Linked DNA regions of Muntiacus reevesi: region 2 is linked to region 1. Evidence: chromatin contacts called from public Hi-C data. All regions are on one chromosome and are shown on one strand. Each heading gives the region's core, a stretch centred on a gene start, on an enhancer-like site or on the middle of the called end of the contact. The rest is flanking DNA. Distances are from core to core; before and after follow the strand shown. Region 1 holds the start of DOP1B (DOP1 leucine zipper like protein B). Region 2 holds the start of MORC3 (MORC family CW-type zinc finger 3).

Evidence for each region. Hi-C and Micro-C count contacts between places; a contact is called where the count stands out from the background.
Region 2: a Hi-C map of blood shows a contact between it and region 1, with 3 times the contacts expected there. The contact joins the promoter of MORC3 here to the promoter of DOP1B in region 1. A contact is called at or near these places in 2 of 3 Hi-C or Micro-C datasets (blood and muscle).

Annotation. Positions count from the first base shown.
Region 1 is chr8:27,868,653-27,871,698 of mMunRee1.1, forward strand. It overlaps DOP1B (DOP1 leucine zipper like protein B), which reads left to right and starts at 1,342. Exons shown (of 37, transcript XM_065943007.1): 1 at 1,342-1,471.
Region 2 is chr8:28,005,302-28,008,148 of mMunRee1.1, forward strand. It overlaps MORC3 (MORC family CW-type zinc finger 3), which reads left to right and starts at 1,284. Exons shown (of 17, transcript XM_065942373.1): 1 at 1,284-1,391. The coding sequence starts at 1,353. It overlaps LOC136173088 (a long non-coding RNA gene), which reads right to left and starts at 1,140. Exons shown (of 3, transcript XR_010664175.1): 1 at 1-1,140.

The DNA of each region.
Region 1 (3,046 bases), core at 92-2,591:
CTTGCCAAATGCTCAATCCTTTAAGTTTTATTCTGTTTCCACTTTAAGACCATTCCTAGAACTGACTATTAGAGGGCTTTCATCTGGGACACTTGGTATGGATGGAATGGAGATGGAAGATCAGAATCAGAAGCCTGGCTGGGCCAGAGGTCCAGCATCTCAAACTATTAAAATATTCTTGGTATTTTGGGTGAGGAGATAGAGCCCCTGGGAACGTGATACAAATTCTATACCCTTTCTCCAGAAACACAGATAAACACAACATGTTCTATCCAATTTCAGCGTGTTCATAGACTCCCCACTCCCATCCCCTCAGACTCTTTCACGGATGGCCTAGTATTTTTGAGACCCAGACTAAATCTGATTCTGCAAAAACCACAACCTCAATCAACAGGTGGCACTGTTCTGGTTGGCTGGGAGCCCCAAGCTGGGGCCATCAGGTGCTCAGGTGAACTCTGCCTGATCCGGGTCATCAGGTGCCTCTTGCCCTGCGGCTGTCAGGCCAGGCTGGGTGAGTCTAGACTGTGTGGGTCCCGAAGACCCCTGAAAGGGGTTAGGGGTTTATCTGGAAATATTTATGCCCTTTAGGCTTGATGTGAGGTCTCCTTCCTAAGCCAGAGCTACATAAAGAAGTTCATTGCAGGAATTATCTCCCTCACCTCCTCTGATGCCAAGGATGGGAAAAGTGAAGCCTGTGGGCTGGGGTGGGGCACCTTAGCCAGGGTCCCCCAAACCTCCTGCGCCCCGAGCATGTATGGAGGGGTTTGCTCTGCTTCCTCCCCGAGGCTCTGGGGCGTGGTCCCGATGGCCAGGTGCCACGGACCCCACCGGTCTCGGGTGCAACGGTTTCTCCTTGCCTGTCACTCCAAACCCCACCTGGGGCTGGCTGATTCCCTGACTCTGCGGAAAACCGGGTGGAAGCGTGGTGCTTGCCAGGCCTGGGCTCAGGCCCAGCCCCCGCGAGCAGAGGACCCCCCTCCCTGAGCCCGCCCCGCCCACTGGGAACCGCCTCCTGGCCCCGTCCCCGAGCCCAGGAACCGCCCTGGAAGCCCCGCCTCCAGCGTCGAGGACACGCCTTCGGCCCTGCCCCCACGCGCCGAGGGCTCTTCCCTTGGCCCCGCCCACATGCCTCGAGAGCCCCACCTCCCGACGCTGGCCCCGTCCCGTCCTTAGAGGATCTCCGCCCCTTAGCCCCGCCCCTACGCTCTGAGGGCCCGCCCCCTCGACCCGCCCCCACAGACCACGCCCTCGCAAGCCACGCCCCAGCAGAGGACCCGCCCTTGGCCACGCCCTCCCCAGGCGCCGCCGAAGACCCGCCTCCCGGCCCGCCCCAGTATCCCGGAGCCGCTGAGGCTCGGGCGCGGGGCTTCCTCCGCGGTCCCGGCGGACTCGCTCGACCCGTGGCGTCCAGGCCGGCTCCACCGCGCCTCTCCCGTGAGCGCGCCTTCCGCGGAAGAAGCCGCCGCCGCCGGTAAGTGGGCCGCGCGCTCGTCTGTCAGACGGAAGCCGAGGGAGCCGGGCGGCGTCTCCTCCCGCGGGCCCGCGAGCGGCGGTGGCGTCCTCGCCGGGTGCCCAGGGGTTCGGGCGGCGCCTCGGGGGCGCGCCCGGGCTGCATGCAGGTGGCTCGGTGGAGCGCGCACTGCAGCAGCGCAGGGACAGCCCGAACGAGCCCCGCCAGTGGGCGTGGGGGCGCCGGCCCGGGACCCCGCGACCCCACCCCCAGAGGCTGCCCGCCAGCCTGAGCCGAGCCCCCACCCCCACCCCCAGGTCTCCCGGCGGCGAAGGCGGGCAGGCCCGGCACGCGCGCGCGGCCTTCTCGTCCGGCAGGTGGAGGTCAGGTGGGTCACGACCCGCCAGCCGGTCGGCGGATGCTGGAGCCGCGCGCGCCTTTGTTTTTGCTCCCGGTCCTGTTCGGGAAGCTGGGCTAAGCATTGAGACCTTTTGTGAGATGAAGGTTTTCCCTGTGGAAGAAAGACCACCCCCGCCAGCACCCCAAGTCTTCCAGACTGTCCTCTGGAGAAGGGAATCTGAGCCGCAGTGCGCGCTCGGCCCGCCCGGCCCCTGCATCGTCTTGCAGTCTCGCCGCCGGTTGCTGACGCCCTGAATGGTCCTTAAAGCATCTCTGCCCTGCTTATGGAGGCTGTTACCCTCAGGTGTTTTCCCTGACCTCGGGCAACTGCCCTACCCTCGGGAGAACCCTGGTAGGATATTTTTTTGGTAAGAAAGTGGAGGCGCCTCTTCCCCGCCAAAGCTGGCGCCCATTGTACGCCTCACGTTTTTCCACTACAATCTAATTACCATATGAAAGACCCCATTCAAAATCATGTGTGGCCTAGAGTCGATTAAACCGCTTGCAGATGAGTTTTTCTCGTGCTGTGACAGAGGATCATTATTTATCGATAAGTGGGTCTCTCTCATGAGAGGTGTGACTTTTTGACATTTTTTTCGCTTTTACGTTTTCATCTTAGAAACAGGTCCTTCATGTCAGCATCTCTGAAATTAACTTCTTTTGGATCTAGGTGGTTGATTTTTCACTTCAGCTTGCTTTTCTAAGAAATTAAGCGTGGTTAAGGTGAGGGATTCCCAGCTGAGAGTTTTCCGTTTTTTTCCGGCGGATTCTTCTGGCCCCATGTGTTTGTTTATATGACTGCTGCTTTGGGTTTAATGGTTACTAGGTTGTTATACTCACTCTTACTGAGTTATTGAGTCTCTCACAGAAAAGGTATTCAGAGGAGATTGCAAAATCATTGCCAGGAGAGCTCGATAAAGGTTACAGTCTTGAGTTTTACCTGTTTTCGTAATATGGTCAAGGCTCTGTGGCTCCCGACTGGCCTGAACTGGAATCTGGATTCTGCCAGTTGCCTGCCTTGGGACCCTGGCACCTTTTTTTGGAAGGCCTCAATCCCAACATCCTCATCTGGAAGCTGATGATACCCATCTCTTAGGACTCTTGTGTGTGGCGTGAGAGAAATACATGCAGAAATGATGGGTTTACCAAGCCCACCCAGGAGTCTTGCTTATGAGCATAGCATCAGGTGCCCCATAT
Region 2 (2,847 bases), core at 34-2,533, 140 kb after region 1:
AAAGACGAATATTTCCTTTTAGTATCAAAGTCAATCATAATTCCTGCAATACAACTTTAACAAAACTTGTGGATTTTGCCTTTATAACCCCCCCCCCCCCCCCCGGCTCTTTCTCTTCCCCAAACATTCTATTTTGCTAGAACCTGTGTATCCCCAGTTGTAATTCCCAAGACCCCAGACAGGGCTCTTTATTATTTGCAGCCTCCATACTGATTAATATCAATTAATCAGGAGAAATATCAATAACCTCAGATATGCAGAAGACACCAGGCTATGGCAGAAGCAAAGAGGAATTAAAGAGACTCTTGATGAAGGTGAAAGAAGAGAGTGAGAAAGCTGGCTTAAAACTCAACATTCAGAAAACTAAGATCATATCAGTCATCCAGTCCCATCACTTCATGGCATAGATGGGGAAACTGACAGACTTTATTTTCTTGAGCTTCAAAATCACTGTGGACAGTGAATGCTGCCAAGAAATTAAAAGATGCTTGCTCCTTGGAAGAATAGCAATGACAAACCTAGAAAACATATTAAAAAACAGAGACATTACTATGCCTACAAAGGTTCGTTTAGTCAAAGCTATGATTTTTCCAGTCGTCAGGTACGGATGTGAGATTTGGACCATAAAGGAGGCTGAGCACCAAAGAACGGACGCTTTCGAACTGTGCTGCTGGAGAAGATGCTTGAGAGTCCCCTGGACTGCAAGGAAATCAAACCAGTCAATCCCAAAGAAAATCAACCCTGACTATTCATTGGAAGGAATGATGCTGAAGTTGAAGCTCCAATCCTTTGGCCACCTGATGCGAAGAGCCGACTTACTGGAAGAGACCCTGCTGTTGGGAAAGACTGAAGGCGGGAGGAGAAGGGGACGACAGAGGATAAGATGGTTGGATGGCATCACTGACTCAATGGACATGAGTTTGAGCAAACTCCGGGAGATGATGATGAACACGGAGGCCTGGTGTGCTGCAGTCCATGGGGTCACAAACAGTCGGACACGACTGAGCGAGTGAACAACAAAATACCGATTACTGTTTGGCAAAGTCTGTAGGTTCAGTTACTGCAGTCACCCGGTTGAGCGTCACGCGTGCGCCTTACTCTGCAGGGCCCCCGCCCGGAGCCTGAAGCCCACCCACCACTCCAGCGGTCCCTGCTTCCTTAACCCCCGCGGGAATTTACCTGCCCTACACTCCCAACTCCCAGGCGCCGGGAGGCGGAAGTCGAGGGGCGGGGGTCAGCCCGCGCGGCCCGCCCCGGAAGTAGGCGGGGCCTCGCGGGCTCCTCGGCGCTCCGCAGCCGCCTCCCAGTCTGATTGCGGCTGAGGCCGGTCCTGGCTTTGTAACTCGCTCAAGATGGCGACGCAGCCACCCAGCGGGATCCGCCTCAGCGCGGTGAGCAGCCGCGAGGGGTGGAGCGGGCCGTGTCCCAGGAGGGCGGGCAGGCGGGCAAGCGAGGCGGGGTGCGGGGGGGTGGGGGAGGCCGGCGGTGGGCGTGGGCGGTTCGTCGGCCCGGCACGGCGGCTTGGGGCCGCGGCGGGGCCGGGGCAGACGGCGGCGGCCATATCGCTCCCGACGGCTGAGACGCTCGGCGGCGGCGGCGGCGGGCAGGGCCGGGCCGGGCCGCGTCTAGTTTCATTTCCTCGGCGTTGGGTTTCTGTTTTGCCTCCGCGGCTTCGGGGCGGGGCGGGCCGGGGCCGCGGCCCCTCCTCCTTGACTCCCTCCCCTGGTTTGCCCTGCAGCTGTCGTCCGAGGGCAAGGCCTCGGCGGCCAGCCGGCCCCTCGGCCCGCGGGGGCCCCTGACCCTTTCCCGGCCTCTGCTGACCCTCGGGGCGTCCCGGAGTGCGGGGGGGAGTGGCCGTCGGCGGCCAGAAATGCCCCGCGGCCTTGACCTCCTGGCGGCGGGCCCCGGGGTGCTGCGAGCTGGGACTCGTCTTCCTCATTCATTTCAATTCCTGCCGCCTTCCCTCTAGCTTCCCTGGGTGGCTCAGACGGTCAGAGCGTCCGCTCGCAATGCAGGAGGCCCGGCTTCGATCCCTGGGTGGGGAAGATTTCCCTGGAGAAAGGGAATGGCAACCCAGTCCAGTACTCTTGCCTGGAAAGTCCCGTGGACGGAGGAGCCTCGTAGGCTGTACAGCCCAACGGGGTTGCCAAGAGTCGGACACGACTGAGCGACTTCACTTTTCCCTCCACTGCATCCTTCGGGAGCCCAGATCGCTCCTAGGTGGTCACCGCGCTCTCCCGGTTTGCCCCGTCTCGTCTCCTGGCGGTGTCTCGTTCCGGAGCGTCTCGGCCTCTTGGAAATCCTTGAGTGTGTTTTGTACCAGTGCGTCTTTTTTTTTGGCGGGGGGTGTGGGGGGGGAGCAGTCACACAATAAGTGAAAATTTCGCTGCCTCAAGAGTGTGGGCATGCCCTTCCTGCCCGATTCTCCTGAAAAAGTTGGCCTTGTTATGCAAAAATATACCCCTCCTCATCAGGGTGTTTCCTCCGGCCAGAGAATGGCTCTGCCAGTCTCATTATTCGAATGGTAATGAGTGAGTGAAGTCGCCCAGTCGTGTCCGACTCTCTGCGACCCCGTGGACTATAGCCTACCAGGCTTCTCCGTCCATGGGATTTTCCAGGCAGGGATACTGGAGTGGGTTGCCATTTCCTAATCCAGGAGATCTTCTCGATCCAGGGATTGAACACAGGTCTCCCGCATTGTAATAGACGCCTTACCGTCTGAGCCACCAGGGAAGTCGAATGGTAATACCATTGCTTTAAAATGGTATTTTTGCCTTTTGACTTTAATTTGGCGAGATTCCTAACCGACCCCCTCCTATCTTCAGACTTTTAACGTTTTTTCCTGAT